5 separate regions of the Mus musculus genome follow, and all the other regions are linked to region 4. A link is a contact called in public promoter capture Hi-C data. All regions are on one chromosome and are shown on one strand. The core of a region is the stretch at or near the end of the contact, and the rest is flanking DNA. Distances in the headings are between cores, read along the strand shown. Region 1 holds the start of Vps4b (vacuolar protein sorting 4B). Region 2 overlaps Vps4b (vacuolar protein sorting 4B). Region 3 has its middle 19 kb from the start of Vps4b. Region 4 holds the start of Phlpp1 (PH domain and leucine rich repeat protein phosphatase 1). Region 5 overlaps Pign (phosphatidylinositol glycan anchor biosynthesis, class N).

Region 1 (2,700 bases), core at 88-2,587, 620 kb after region 4:
TATAAAAGAGAGCAATCATTCATAATCTTTTAGGTTGAGTTTCAGGATAAGACCCACTAGACAAACCTCTACTCCCCGTCTTGGTGTGGAGTGATCCCTATTCAAATGCCCTTCCTTTGGGTGGAATTTCTTCAGAATCAATTATCCTACGTTAAGGAAATATGTTTACATTATCATTGTTACTTATATCAGACACTGAACAAATACCTATTTGACTACCAGAAGACCAATATTTAAGGGTACTTTGTCCTACTCCTTGGTAAGAAACTAACCAACCTATTTGGCTAGAAGTCTTGGTTATTCTTCTGGACCCCATGGACGAACCAAGGATGATGGGAGACGGCGTTACAAACATTTGCCAATGCACACCGTTCCACGAAGCAGCAATAACCCCTTTCTAACATTATCTTAGGAATCCGAAATGTACCTAGAAAACACTTTTTGTTTTTGTTTTGCGATGAGGGCGGGAAAGTGAAGATACAGATTAAAATACTCCCTGATCTTAAATTCAGTAATTCGGGAGAACATACTCTTAATGAATTCATGGGGATGGTGCCAACAGGCTCGCTCTAACCTAAGGTTCTTGGCCTATTCACCGGATACCTGGACGTCTTTGTTTATCAGCGTAAGGAACTGAGAAGGCAAACCTTATTCTAAACTGGTCCGGAGTACTGCTTTGGGAAAAACAATAACAAAAACAAACAAACAAAAAAAAAAACCCTTTTCCTTTCTTCTTGGTGGACAGACTGGAGATCTTCCTGGTTGGAGAGATCGGCCCAGTTCGGCCCAAACTCCGCTGTTTTGTTTTCCAATCTCACAAGCAAACCAAGAGTCCCACAGACCTTGAGGCTGAGGCGATGCCAAGGCCGGCCCCGCTGGGAAGCGCCCCTTCGCCCGGGTCCCGTCTGCGCGGGCCCGCCCTCCTCCGCCGGGGACAGGGGCGCGGCCGCTTCTCAGTCCCCCGCCCCCACTCCTTCCCCGCGGGCTCCGGCTCTCCAGAGGGGCCCAGAGGAGCCCAGAAGGACCGCGGTACCTGCAGGTTGGTGTTCGTGGACGCCATGGTGGAGATCCGAGGGGTCCCCTACTACAGACAAGGCCCGCAGCAGCGCCGTCGAGTCGCGCCCGGGTCACCACCGCAAACCGTGCGGAGGCTGGCGGCTCTGAGACCCCCCCAGCGGCAGCCCCAGCTCCGGAGCCGTAAATCCAGCAGGAACTCCAGCAGCCACCCGACCCTCCGCACAAAACTTCCGTAATTTCGAGCCCCTTAGGGCTCTGGTCCCGCCTCTGGCCCGGGCACTTCCGCTTCGTCATCCGCACACGCGCTAACCAGTCACCCAGGATGCGTTTCGCCACAAATGAACTCTCGCGAAATGAGAACAGGAAGCCGAGATGCGGAAGTCAGCCTAAAGGCATGTGGGGGATTCTGGAGTGAAGTCTGGTGCTGGAGAGGGACGTCAGTTGTTAAAACATAAAAGTGTGACAAAAGTGTGTAGCTCAGCTAATGTATCGGACATTAACATTTTAGTTTTAGTAAGCAATAGTACAGTCATTTCAGATGCTATTAAGAGAAAGCTGGATGACAAGTACGTTGGAATTCGAAAATTCTTTTTGCAACTCTTGTGCAAGCGTTTCAAACTAAGGTTTTCTTTTCGAAATTATTGCTATCTGCTCCTTATATTCCAGCACAATAAAATACCTATTGTGTATATAAAATGGTAAAATGTAAATGGAGCCTTCACCCCTACTGTCTAGTGTTTACGGTACTGGGAGGTACTTTGCACAGAACCAGAGGAGAAAGGTAACCATCACCCAGCTACAAACCGTGGGACCTACAGTGGTGAGCTGCTTGCAGATAGGCTGGCTCAATACTGGCACAAATGTAAGAATAGCCAGCCACTCTCTGGTTGGATATAAGACCCAGCTATGGGATGGAACAAAACTGCTTGGGTAGCCATGAACTTTAGACTGGATAATCATGGTCTTAGGAGAAAACCACATACTGTTGTTCTGATTAAAAAAAAACACACACAGCAATAAAAATGACTCCCAACAACATTCTGCTACACCCATAGATCAGTGATTCACTCTCCAATCATCAAAGGAGTTTCCTCTTGTAGTATATGGGAACTAACCAGAGACCCGGAACTGAACAGTCAGTGTTCAGTGAGAGACCTAATGGGCTATCTTCATCCCTCCACCCCAGAGCAAAGAAATCTAGAAGAGGAGGAAAGACTAAGAGCCAGAGGAGTTTGGAGGACTCCAAGGAAGCAGAGTCACAAAAGGACTGAAGAGCAGAGTTCAAGTCAGATGGGGTCCCAGCACCGAAAGGGGGAAGTGGATGAGCGCTCCCACCCTAACCAAGAAACTATCTGCAATGACACTCACTTGCAAAGGAAAAATTAATTTTCTCCAATGAAACCTTAACGGGTATATAAACCACGCTTAAGGACAGGTCCTAGGCCGACACAAACAAACTCAAAGGTATTTTTGTAGACTTTTTGTCTCATACTTTGAACATTCTTTTCTACCTTGTCTTTTTCCTGTATGTTGTAGTTTCTAATTTTGTGCTTTAATGTAATTTTTGTGTGCATGTGTTTCTTTGGGTTCTTTTTCTTCCTGTTTGCTTTCTAAAGAGAGAGAAAGCAGAACATGAAGGTGGATGGGTGGGAATGTGGAAGGGACCTGGGAGGAGTTGGGGAA
Region 2 (2,700 bases), core at 33-2,532, 600 kb after region 4:
TTTAGATAACTATTTTTACATGTAAACAAAATTAATACTTACAATTCTCTTCAAGTATTAAATACATGAGCTTGATCATAACATTCTCTAGTGCTATAGAAACGAAATGACATATAAGTGTATAAAATTTTAAAATGTCCCACCATGGAAACAACTGGCTCCAAGAGTTTATCTCCAGGAACATCCATCCATGTCATTTCAATAGCCCCAGGGTCTCCCGGAGAGCAGGGTGTCAGCAGGTCATTTACAATGCAGTTAGGATCAGCTCTTGAGGGTCCTCGAACCTGTAATGATAGTGACTTGATTTCATCTGAGTAAATGAAATAAGAATTAAGATTCCGGTCACTATCAGAAAAGTTAAAAATATTGCTACATCCACTCCAGCAGTGACAAGCGCGACAGGCCCCCAAAACCTGGGCACCGTTCCAAGGCGAAAAGTTCATGGAAACGACCCTTGACCCTGGCTTCTAAGATTAAGTGGACCTTAGGTGGAACTGTTTTTGATCCCAGTTGTTAAACACTGAATTTTATCCCAGTTGGTTCTTGCCAGTCCTTCCATGTTTGCATTCCTCTGTTTTGTATAAGAATCCGGTAATCTCATTTGTACCTGGCCGATATGTCACCTAACTTCCCTATTTTCTGTATAAAAAGTCTGATGCTTGATTTGTCAAATTGCATTCAGATTCTACAGAATCTCGTGTGTCGCTTCTGTTTGTCATTCATTCACTGACTCCTTGTCCACCTGCAACTAGAGACCCATTCCATGCAGATAGGAAACCCAAAAAGGGGATAGTCTTCGGCAAAATACATTAATTTTTAGATTGTATTTAAAATATTTACTCTAGGAAAAATAGAATATATAAGGAAAAATAAACTAGGGTTAAAAAGAAAAGTTTTGAAAAAGAAACAGCTCCTTCTAGCTACCCTATTCTTCCTGTAATGCTTATTAAGTGGTAGTTACATTATAGATCAAAACAAACATTACAAAACTCTCCCAAGTTGCTCTTTTCCATGCCTGAAAGAAAGCTTGAGATATTGTGTAGGATTAGTCTTAAATTACTCAATCTTTAGGTCTCTCTCTTAACAAAAACTTGAGAATCCCATGTGTGCTGGTTTAAATGAGGACGGCTCCCACAGTCTCACACATTTGAAGGTTTGGTCTCCAGGTGGCCGAGGGCTTAGGAAGGATTAGGAGGTATGGCCTTGTTGGAAAAGTGTGTCATTGAGCTTTGACTTGGAGGTTTCAAAAGCCCAGGTCACACTCTCTCTGCCTGACACTTGCCAATAAAAAAAAGTAAGCTCTCAGTTACTGCTCCAGTGCCGTGCCTGTCTGCCTCCTGCCATGCTACCTACCATGATGGTCATGGAATTACCATCTAAAAAATACAAGCAAGCTTTCAGTTAAACGTTTTCTTTTATAAGCTGTCTTGGCCTTGGTCATGGTGTCTCTTCAGAGCATAGAAAAGAAACTAAGAAGACATATACATACTATGCTAGTTGGCTTTTTGTCAACTTGACAGGAGGGAGAATCATGTGTGAAGAAGGGATCTCTATTGAGAAAAATGCTTTTATCAGATGGCCTACAGGCAAGTCCATGGATCCTTTCTTGATTATGACTTGCGTGGGGAGATCCAGCCCACTGTGGGTGATATCACCTCTGTACTGGATGTCCTGTGTTTCTAGAAAGGAGTGCCACTGAGCAGCACTCCTCCATGTCTCTGCATCAGTTTCTGTTTCTAGGTTCCTGCTCTGACTTCTCTTTACCATGGAGTATCATCAGCCTGTAAGCCAAATAAACAAACCCTGTCCTCCCCAGACTGCTTTTGGTTATATTGTTTCATCACAGCAATATAAAACTAGGACAGAAATAAAATTACATGCTTAATAATGTCTATGTGATTTCATGAAATGTAACTTAGTTAAAGCAAGATTTTAGCAATATCTAGAAAACAACCCTTTGTTACAAAGTAGCATATATTTATTTAGGTGGTTGCTTTCAAGTCTATTTCATGATGATCACCTTTATTTCAAGACTGAATAGGTGTAAAATATACCCTGGCTTCCTTAACTGTGTACAAACCTACTGTGTACACACTCACACTTAAGTTTATATCTATATTTTTTTCTCAACTGCATGAGACCAGGGATTTTTGTCTTTGTTTTTGGCTGATTACATCCTGACTGACTCTGGGCTCAGACTTACTATGTTAGATAACTGAAATAAACAGGCAAATACGTCTGTTCTTTTAGTTGTAACAGTTTCAAAAGTGGAAGGATGGAAACATGGGAATATCTACTGCAGATGGTGATCCAAAACCCTAGTGTTAAAGCTAATTAGATTATAAAGAACACTATCCATGTGTGATGCAGATATCACAGTGAAGCCACTAATCTGTACAATTAAGATACATTACTAATTATGGTTTTTAAAAATTATGCTTGCTTTAGCCTTTATGATATTAAGACCTGGCTTCATGTTCACATATGAGGTCCCTGGTACCAAAATGTAGAAATGAGTGACAAATTCTAGGTAAGAAAAGTCTAAGGTCCTAAGAATTTATTTTCTAAGTGCAAAGGGAATTAAAAAGAAAATATGATGGCTATGGCATATATTTAATCCTGAACCACATTTCTCTCTAACAAGCTGCTACTGTACAAAAGCACTACACGTTAGTGAGGAAATGGCTGAGAAGAACACAC
Region 3 (2,751 bases), core at 24-2,523, 640 kb after region 4:
GTTATTAAACACACAGCCAGGCCACATTATTCACAAAGGCATAAAAGCACAGCAGTGCTCAGTTCTCATGTTTGTGGGCCTATCTTTTAAATGGTGGGGCTTTTTAGAAGCAAAAGGTTCAAGTTGCCTCTTAAAGGAGAAAGTATACTATCCCTACTAAGGGAAGAACTACCCCAGCACAAAGCAGTTTTTCTGTGCCAGGAACAAGTAAGAAACACTAGAAAATGGATATCATAAGAGCTCCCAAAATGGCAGATCTAGGTCAAGAGATATACTTTGGAGGGGCATGGAGACATTAGCTTATTCATAAGCCAGATCTCTTCAAAGACCACAGAGTGTAAAGTATCATGTAATTGATCCAAGCAGCCAACATGTCAATCAAGAGATGTATACTGGGTTGATTATTACGTGAGAGCCATGTAACCCTCCAAGCTCCTTCTAAATTTCTCAAACAAAAAAGAGGGGCATTGTACACAGATCATGTAACCCATGGGCATTATAATACAATTACATCTTAGAAATAATGGTGATGTGATTTTATATGCTATGCCTGCTCACTGTGGAGTGGAGGACATGGCTATCTCTAGGCTTAGAATTCTCAAGTTCTAGGTTTGAATCCAGACTTCAGTTAGACAGCTCAAAGCCTTTCTTAGAGCATTAGAAGGGGTCTGCTTGGAAGGACACACCACCTCGAAACTCAGCTGCAATGTGAAAACTCAGTTTTCTTTTGGCCTCAGCAAGAGCAGAATCTTCCCTCCTGTTGAGAAGGCAGCTCAGGATTTGGTTCCTCTGAGTAGCCAGCCCATCCCTGCACGAGTCACTGGACCACTGCTCACTCTTGTCACACACTATTGCACAATGCTGGCTTCTTTCAATAGGAATGGGTTACGAACTCTGAGAACAGGACTAGTGCGTGGATATGGAGGTTTTAGGGAAAGTGATAAGACAAGATTCTTAGAAAGGTTCACCCACTTGCAAGTGTCAACAGGAAATTCTAGTTCCCAAACCAGCGAGTGAACTGTGCTTGATGAGGGGTAAATCACTTAGCTAGAAGTCAGCCCCAGAAGCAAACCCCGCTGGCAAAATATGGAAGCTTTACAATTTTCAGAGAATTGTGCTGTTAACTGGGAGACCAAGAGATGGCACACACATGCGTGCTATTCTGTTTTACTAAAAGAAAGAGGAAACATCCAACAGAATCCACAGTGCGGTAAAAATGCAGAAGCCCAGAGCATTAAGACCCTGCTCTGCAGGGATCACGATGACAAAGAGGAACCTAAACTATGACAGAAGAAAGTCCTGAGCTGAAGAAGCCCCATTCAGTCAGCAGCATAGCTCTAGCTCAGAGCCTGTGGGAACTGACCTAAAGACCCGTGGGACCCATGGGTGTTACATGTCGGAAATAACTGCAAGGTCTAACTGCAATACACCACAAAGGCATCGTTCCATGTACCTGAGTAAAATAAAGCTTGTCTTAGTCAGGGTTTCTATTCCTGCACAAACATCATGACCAAGAAGCAAGTTGGGGAGGAAAGGGTTTATTCGGCTTACACTTCCATACTGCTGTTCATCACCAAGGAAGTCAGGACTGGAACTCAAGCAGGTCAGGAAGCAGGAGCTGATGCAGAGGCCATGGAGGGATGTTCATTACTGGCTTGCTTCCCCTGGCTTGCTCAGCCTGCTCTCTTATAGACCCAAGACTACCAGCCCAGAGATGGTCCCACCCACAGGGGCCTTTCCCCCTTGATCACTAATTGAGAAAATGCCTTACAGTTGTATCTCATGGAGGCATTTCCTCAACTGAAGCTCCTTTCTCTGTGATAACTCCAGATGGGTCAAGTTGACACAAAACTAGCCAGTACAAAGCTCTTCCAACAGAGGCCAGGAGTAAGTCTCCCTAAACTTTTATGCTCAACAGTCTCTATCAGAGAAGGTTCTATGCTGTGGTAGACACACTGATGTGCTGGTTCTCAGCCTGTGGGTCCCGACCCCCCAGGGGTTCTCATAGCAGGCAGCATGCATATCAGAATTTTACATGACGATCCGTAGCAGTAGGAACATTACAGTTACGAAGCACTAATGAAATGATATGATGGGTGGGGGTCCCCACAACCAGAGGGACGGTATTAAAGGGTCACAACATTAGGAAGGTTGAGAATCACTGCCCTAGGCCCATAGCTGTAAAGTTGTTTTCATTTTTCTGTTAGGAACAAAATGCTATTTCTTGCTATTAAGTGTTTCAAAGAGGTAAAAGTAATGGTGGAACGTCCCCACCCCCATTCACTGAGCATCCATTACAGCCACAAACCCAACCAACTGCCTCTCATCTTTGCAGCAACCTTATAAAGCAGGAATCACTGATCTTGTTTTAAGATAAGAGTAAATTTGAAAGCACTGAAGTGAGACTGTCCTTGGGTCTCACTTCGAAATCACCAAGACTTTCATTCCTATTCTGTTCCCCAGGAGTCAAGCATAAACGCCAAAACACATCTCCACCATGCACAATGGTCTCGAGTACCGTAATTACGTTTGGCTTTGAGGGACCGATTTAAAATACCAAGCCATTTTAGAGATAGGTAGCGTGGTAAGGAAAACATAGACACGAGAGGCTAAACAACAGCCGGGTGTGGTGGGATGGGATGCATCTGTAGTTTCAGAGGCTCTCATGAGCCCTGGGGCTCAGGGACTCAGCTCGCGGAGTGCAGGTGCAGGGCGTGTGCAGATTCTCCCTGAAGACCTTTCAAGGATGTT
Region 4 (2,775 bases), core at 274-2,773:
TTTGAGTTACTATGTAACTTTGGCTGGCCTGGAGCTTGCTCTGTAAAAGAGGCTAGTTTTGAGCTCATAAAGTTCTTCCTGTTTTAGTCTATCGAGTGTCAGGAAGAACTTAATTTAAAAAAATTATTATCATTATGTATAGGAATGATTTGCCTGGAATATGTCTATGCATTACATTGGAGCACTGTCTTCAGGGTGAGCTATTATATGGGTCTTCTTGAAGAGCAGCCCACGCTCTTAGCTGCTGAGCCCTCTAACTCCGGAAAAAGACTTTTAATTAGTGTCTACATCTGCAATGCCATCATGAGAGTGGCAACTCAATGACCAACGTTTATCAAATTATTTCAAATAGTTAATTGCCCTAAACCAGCTTGGTTCAACCAATAAAAAAATGTTTATAGATCATACAATGTAACAGTAAACACCCATACAACATAGGTAGAGCGTAGGTGGTGAGCAGTTTGTGGACGGAAGTATGGAGAACAGACTAGACTGGGAAACCTTGTCTCATTCACCCTTTCTACCCGGCCCCGAGTGCGGAAAGAAAAATCCAGAAAGAACCAAGAGAAAGCAAGTCTATCTCCTATCCCACTATGACTCCATTTTAATATTTCTTCCTTCGTCCACTGCTTTGTGTCGTTAAGCTTCTTTTAAGCTTAAAACCAACGGGATACAAGGCTCCAAGCAGGTCCTTAGCTATTTCTGTCCTAATAGGGGAGGGAGTAAATGGGTTTAATTTGAGTGCAAACACTGCTAGCTTTCATGGGCCTTGAAAAAAGTGCGGAAAAAGTCAGGAAGACGGGGCCAGCGATCCTGTGAACTGTGTATGTATTTTTGTCTCATACAAAGGCCTTACCTAGAGTTTAGAGTTCCTAAAAACTCTCAATTTCAATTAGCCAGGAAAATAAAACTCATCTGGCAAGCAGGAGAGGATCAAGTTAATGAAAAACGTTCACAGGACACAGAGTTCAACGGCAGAGGGCACAATACCCACCAACAAGGGCCAGAAGCTGGAGGAGAGGGTGGGCAGAATTTGATGATATCTGGGCCTTGTAGTTCGCTGTTGGTCTCTTCTGGGTATCCTCGACACGAAGATGAACTACAACCCCCACTGTGCAACGCGAGCCCCTCTCGCCACCTCTCCTCTATGGCGAGGACAAACCTCCTGGGAAACAGCTCCGCCCCACCCCCGTACGCACGCGTCACGTTTGTTTACCCTGAGGCCCCGCCCCCAGCCTCCCGCTCTCCGCAGAAATGTCGTCATGCTAACGATGCATATTCATGATCAACTCCGCCCCGCCACCGCCCGCCTTCCCGCGCTTCATTAATATTCATGAGGCGAGCTCGGGCCGCAGCTCCCGGGAGCTGAGGCTGTCCAGCAGCGGGCGGGGCCTGGCGCTGGGGAGCCCGCGACCCGCGGGGAGGGTGTGTGTGGGGGGGCGGTGGCGGCGAAACGGGCGGGCGGCGCGCGGGATGGAACACCGAGACACCGACGGAATGCTCCGGATCGCCACATAATCCTCTGGAGCGGCCGCGCCGAACGCCATCGGCGTCTCCGTTCTCTTCGCGCCGCCGCCGCCGCCGTCTCCCACCTTCGCCTCACCTCCTCCTCCTCCGCTGCCTCCGGAGCTGGGGGAGCGACGTGAAGCCCCGCTACGATGGAGCCCGCCGCTGCAGCCCCGGCACAGCGACTCGCGGACCCCACGGGTGAGGACCAAGCCCTGGCGGCGGCGGCGGCCGAGGGCGGCCGGTGTCCGGATCCCGCGCTGAGCGCGGCGGCCCCGAGCGGCGGGAACGGCGGCGCGGCGCGAGAGGAGGCCCCCTGCGAGGCGCCGCCGGGGCCGCTGCCCGGCCGCGCCGGAGGCACCGGGCGCAGGCGGCGGCGGGGAGCTCCCCAGCCCGCGGCCGGTGGGGCCGCTCCGGTGCCCGCGGCCGGCGGCGGCGCCAACTCGCTGCTGCTGAAGAGAGGGCGGCTGAAGAGGAATCTGTCGGCCGCCGCCGCCGCCTCGTCGTCCTCGTCGCCGTCCTCGGCGTCTTCGGCCGCTGGCGGCCTCCCGGCGTCCTGCTCGGCCTCGGCGTCGCTGTGCACCCGGAGCCTGGACAGGAAGACGCTGCTCCTGAAGCACCGGCAGCTGCTTCAGCTGCAGCCGTCGGACAGGGACTGGGTGAGGCACCAGCTCCAGCGGGGCTGTGTGCACGTCTTTGACCGCCACATGGCCTCGTCCTACCTGCGCCCAGTGCTCTGCACGCTGGACACCACGGCCGCCGAGGTGGCGGCCCGGCTTCTGCAGCTGGGCCACAAAGGCGGCGGGGTGGTGAAGGTGCTGGGCTACGGGCCGCCTCCCGCCGCCGCCCCTGCCGCCAGCGATCAGACCCTGGACGGAGAGCACGGAAGGGACGTGGAGCCACCGCCCTCGAGCGGCACTGTTGGTGCTGTCCGGGGCCCTGCGCGCGCGCCTCCCGCCGATCTGCCGCTGCCCGGGGGCGCCTGGACGCGCTGTGCACCCCGCATCAGCCCCGCGCCTTCGGACTCCAGCCCCGGAGAGCTGTTCGCGGGCGGCCCCGGGTCCCCTCCCCGCGCCCCGCGCCCGGCCTCTGACACCGAGAGCTTCAGCCTGAGCCCCAGCGCCGAGAGCGTGTCAGACCGGCTGGACCCCTACAGCAGCGGCGGCGGCGGCTCCTCGTCGTCGTCGGAGGAGTTAGAGGCTGATCCGGCCATGCCCCACCGCCCCGGCCGCCCCGCGCAGCCTCGGCCGCCTTCCCCGAAGACCTCGG
Region 5 (2,700 bases), core at 60-2,559, 530 kb before region 4:
TGAAAGAGATATGCCTACCTCTGCCTCCTGAGTACTGGGATTAAAGGTATGAGTCACCACTGCCCAGTCTCGCTTTCTTAAGTTACACACATACTCTCCTCTTAACAAAAGGTCTGTAGCTAAGTAATCTAAACTCTTGTCATACTTTTCCATTGCATTATTAAGGGTGATTATTAGGTTAAAATACAGTGAAAAGCGAAGTATCTATTAACAAGACGAACAGTAACTGAGAGCAAGGAAAGAAACTCCTAAGAGGAATGTTAATGTACTTCTGTTTAATGTAAGCAATGCAACTGTACTGGCTGGTTTTGTGTGTCAACTTGCCACAGGCTGGAGTTATCATAAAGAAAAGAGCTGCAGTTGGGGAAGTGCCTCTATGAGATCCAGCTGTGGGGCATTTTTCCAATTATTGATCAAGGAGGGAGTATCCCTTGTGGGTGGTACTATTTCTGGGCTGGTAGTCTTGGGTTCTATAAGAGAGCAAGCTGAGCAAGCCAGTGAGAAACATCCCTCCATGGCGTCTGCAACAGCTCCTGCTTCCTGGCCTGCTTGAGTTCCAGTCCTGACTTCCTTCAGTGATGAAGAGCAATGTGGAAGTGTAAGCTGAATAAACCCTTTCCTCCCCAACTTGCATCTTGGTCATGACGTTTTGTGCAGGAATAGAAACTCTGATGGAGACAGCAACCATTACAGTCAAAGAAATTTAATAAGATTTTAAGTTTAGACTTAATAGAACAAGTCCTGACTAGTATGTGGAAGGAGCCTTTCAGGTAGAAGGTTTGGGGTACACACTTGTGTTTGGCAGAATGCATGCATGCATAGGCCAGAGGAAGTCAGAGGAGGATGTTGGGGTAGGGGTCTTCTATTGTTCTCCATCTTATATTTTGAGACGGGGTTACTCACTTAACTAGAGACTTAGTCTACTAAACAGGCTGACAGTTCAGCACGCTCCTGGAACCTATTGGTCTTCACCTTCCAACACTAAGGTTAGAGGCACATGAAGCCTTGCAGACTTTATTGGGTGCTAGGATTTGCATTCAGGTCTTTTTTTTATAGTAAGAATGCTTGAGGACCGGAGCCCCCAGGGAGGGGGCTTTAGTTTCAATTGATGGTTTTAAAAATTGTTTATTTCTTATTGTGCGGAAGATGGAGAATGGGAGGGGAGCAGGCATGCCACAGCATGCATGTAGAGATCAGAGCACAGCATGCTACTCAGTTCATTTCTGCAAACTTTGGGACTCTGGGGCATTGAACTCAGTCAAGCTTATGTGGCAAGCACTTTACCCACTTGACCATCTCAACAACCCACCTGGTACTTGTTGTTGTTTGTTTTAATTGGCACAAGATTAGTCAGGCCAAAGCACTCGAATTAGAAGTAGTCTCCATAAAAGGAATGTTCGAAAATATTTTGCTATTATTATTACTGCCACTTTTTCTCTAAATTTCTTATAGAAAATAACATAATTAAATTTAAAAGGATACCTGATTGACATCTCTCCTTTTCCAGTTTTCCAATCTCCATTCTGAATGAAAGAGACATAAATATGATGTTAAGATTTTTAAGAAGAACAAACTGTCTTATTTTCAGGAGTGCTGGACACTCCACATGTATTGGAAACCTCTCTCTCAACCAAACATATAAAAAAAAAAAGGAGAGATGTTAAAATAGCAGAGGAATAAAAATAACTCTTTAGTGTTTTCTGTGTTTTATTAAGCTTTTAACATTTTTTTAAATGTTCAGGAGACATAATACCCAAAACATCCAAGGAAACAAAAAGGGAAATACAAGCCTAATGGCAACTGTCAGCAAGGCTACTATTCACTGTAGTATCAGCTACTTAGTAAGTAACACACAGCACAACAGCCAACAGCCCTCCCTCCCTTTCTCTGGGTGGACATCTGTTAGCAAAATAGTTACATCTATAGCTGTGAGGCTCCTAGGATCATTAACACAACATTTTAAAAGTGGTATATGAAATTACTATTAAAATTCCTTCATGGGGCAGTTCTATTCCTACCTTTTTGAGAAACCTCACGCTGATTTCCAGAGTGGTTGGTTGTACCAGTTTGCACGCCAGCAGGGAGTAAGTGAATAACCAGCTGTGAGTCTGTCCTTTCCCCATATCCTCCATCAGCATTTGTTGTCATTTGTCTTTTGGGGATTAATACTTCTGACTAAGCTAAGGTGCTAAGTAACTTTGATTTGCATTTCCCTAATGGCTAAATATTAGAATATTAAAAAATTAATTATCTCTCAGCTATTTGTATTTCATTTTTTGAGAACTTTCTGTTCTATGCCCCAATCTTTGTTTTTCTTGTTCTTTAGTTTTTGAGTTCTTTACATAATCTAGTTACTAACTCCCTGTCAGATATGCATTTGGTAAAGATTTTTTTCCATTCTGTAAGCTGCTTCTTTATCCAAATGATGGTGTCCTTTACTGTACAGATGTTTTTATTTTCATGTGGTCCCATTTATCAGTTGTTGGTCTTAATACTTCCATTACTGGATTCTTGTTCAGAAATTCCTTCCCTGTGCCTATAGTTCAAACATATTTCCTACCTTCTACTAGATTCAGGGTATCAGATCTTATGTCAAAGTCCTTCCCACACTGCTTTTAGTCATGAGGTTTATTATATCAATTCAAAGTAACTAATACAGCACTTACTCATAACAAATAAATTTTGTTTATAATAGTTTTA

Evidence for each region. Promoter capture Hi-C pulls out the DNA fragments that hold promoters and counts their contacts. Capture Hi-C pulls out chosen DNA fragments and counts their contacts.
Region 1: a contact with region 4 is called in a promoter capture Hi-C map of adipose tissue, with 3 times the contacts expected there. The contact joins the promoter of Vps4b here to the promoter of Phlpp1 in region 4. A contact is called at or near these places in 13 of 39 promoter capture datasets (the HPC-7 cell line, HPC-7-derived erythroid cells, cranial neural crest and 9 more), 2 of 15 datasets of contacts at CTCF or cohesin (both in the NIH/3T3 cell line), 21 of 484 Hi-C or Micro-C datasets (B cells, CD4 T cells, CD8 T cells and 10 more), 19 of 115 datasets of contacts at active chromatin or transcription factors (acute myeloid leukemia, astrocytes, cardiomyocytes and 11 more) and 2 of 9 other capture datasets (adipose tissue and liver).
Region 2: a contact with region 4 is called in a promoter capture Hi-C map of liver, with 4 times the contacts expected there. The contact joins the enhancer-like site here to the promoter of Phlpp1 in region 4. A contact is called at or near these places in 17 of 39 promoter capture datasets (the 3T3-L1 cell line, 3T3-L1-derived adipocytes, the C10 cell line and 13 more), 1 of 15 datasets of contacts at CTCF or cohesin (the NIH/3T3 cell line), 8 of 484 Hi-C or Micro-C datasets (the G1E-ER4 cell line, LSK cells, cardiomyocytes and 5 more), 5 of 115 datasets of contacts at active chromatin or transcription factors (the NIH/3T3 cell line, bone marrow-derived macrophages, embryonic stem cells and 2 more) and 2 of 9 other capture datasets (adipose tissue and liver).
Region 3: a promoter capture Hi-C map of the HPC-7 cell line shows a contact between it and region 4, with 5 times the contacts expected there. The contact joins the enhancer-like site here to the promoter of Phlpp1 in region 4. A contact is called at or near these places in 18 of 39 promoter capture datasets (the 3T3-L1 cell line, 3T3-L1-derived adipocytes, the C10 cell line and 12 more), 4 of 484 Hi-C or Micro-C datasets (B cells, CD8 T cells, the HPC-7 cell line and 1 more), 7 of 115 datasets of contacts at active chromatin or transcription factors (the NIH/3T3 cell line, astrocytes, embryonic forebrain and 4 more) and 2 of 9 other capture datasets (adipose tissue and liver).
Region 5: a contact with region 4 is called in a promoter capture Hi-C map of the C10 cell line. The contact joins the enhancer-like site here to the promoter of Phlpp1 in region 4. A contact is called at or near these places in 5 of 39 promoter capture datasets (the C10 cell line, the HPC-7 cell line, cranial neural crest and 2 more), 1 of 15 datasets of contacts at CTCF or cohesin (the NIH/3T3 cell line) and 3 of 484 Hi-C or Micro-C datasets (cerebellum, erythroblasts and natural killer cells).

What each region holds. Positions count from the first base shown.
Region 1 is chr1:106,795,388-106,798,087 of GRCm38.p6, forward strand. It overlaps Vps4b (vacuolar protein sorting 4B), which reads right to left and starts at 1,338. Exons shown (of 11, transcript NM_009190.2): 1 at 1,034-1,338. The coding sequence starts at 1,060.
Region 2 is chr1:106,773,864-106,776,563 of GRCm38.p6, forward strand. Vps4b (vacuolar protein sorting 4B) reads right to left here. Exons shown (of 11, transcript NM_009190.2): 10 at 144-284. Among named protein-coding and RNA genes, the nearest start is that of Kdsr, 15 kb to the left of the region's middle. Within about 2 kb of position 1,283, at least 6 of the 459 cell types and tissues checked have an H3K27ac peak or open chromatin away from gene starts, as enhancers often do. A contact at or near this core is called in liver, where this site is marked.
Region 3 is chr1:106,814,233-106,816,983 of GRCm38.p6, forward strand. No RefSeq gene overlaps it. Among named protein-coding and RNA genes, the nearest start is that of Vps4b, 19 kb to the left of the region's middle. Within about 2 kb of position 1,274, at least 39 of the 459 cell types and tissues checked have an H3K27ac peak or open chromatin away from gene starts, as enhancers often do. A contact at or near this core is called in the HPC-7 cell line and hematopoietic stem and progenitor cells, where this site is marked.
Region 4 is chr1:106,170,346-106,173,120 of GRCm38.p6, forward strand. Phlpp1 (PH domain and leucine rich repeat protein phosphatase 1) reads left to right here and starts at 1,524. Exons shown (of 17, transcript NM_133821.3): 1 at 1,524-2,775. The coding sequence starts at 1,659. It overlaps Gm20753 (predicted gene, 20753), which reads right to left and starts at 1,179. Exons shown (of 3, transcript NR_040630.1): 1 at 995-1,179.
Region 5 is chr1:105,642,997-105,645,696 of GRCm38.p6, forward strand. It overlaps Pign (phosphatidylinositol glycan anchor biosynthesis, class N), which reads right to left. Exons shown (of 31, transcript NM_013784.3): 11 at 1,483-1,523. Among named protein-coding and RNA genes, the nearest start is that of Pign, 19 kb to the right of the region's middle. Within about 2 kb of position 1,310, at least 4 of the 459 cell types and tissues checked have an H3K27ac peak or open chromatin away from gene starts, as enhancers often do.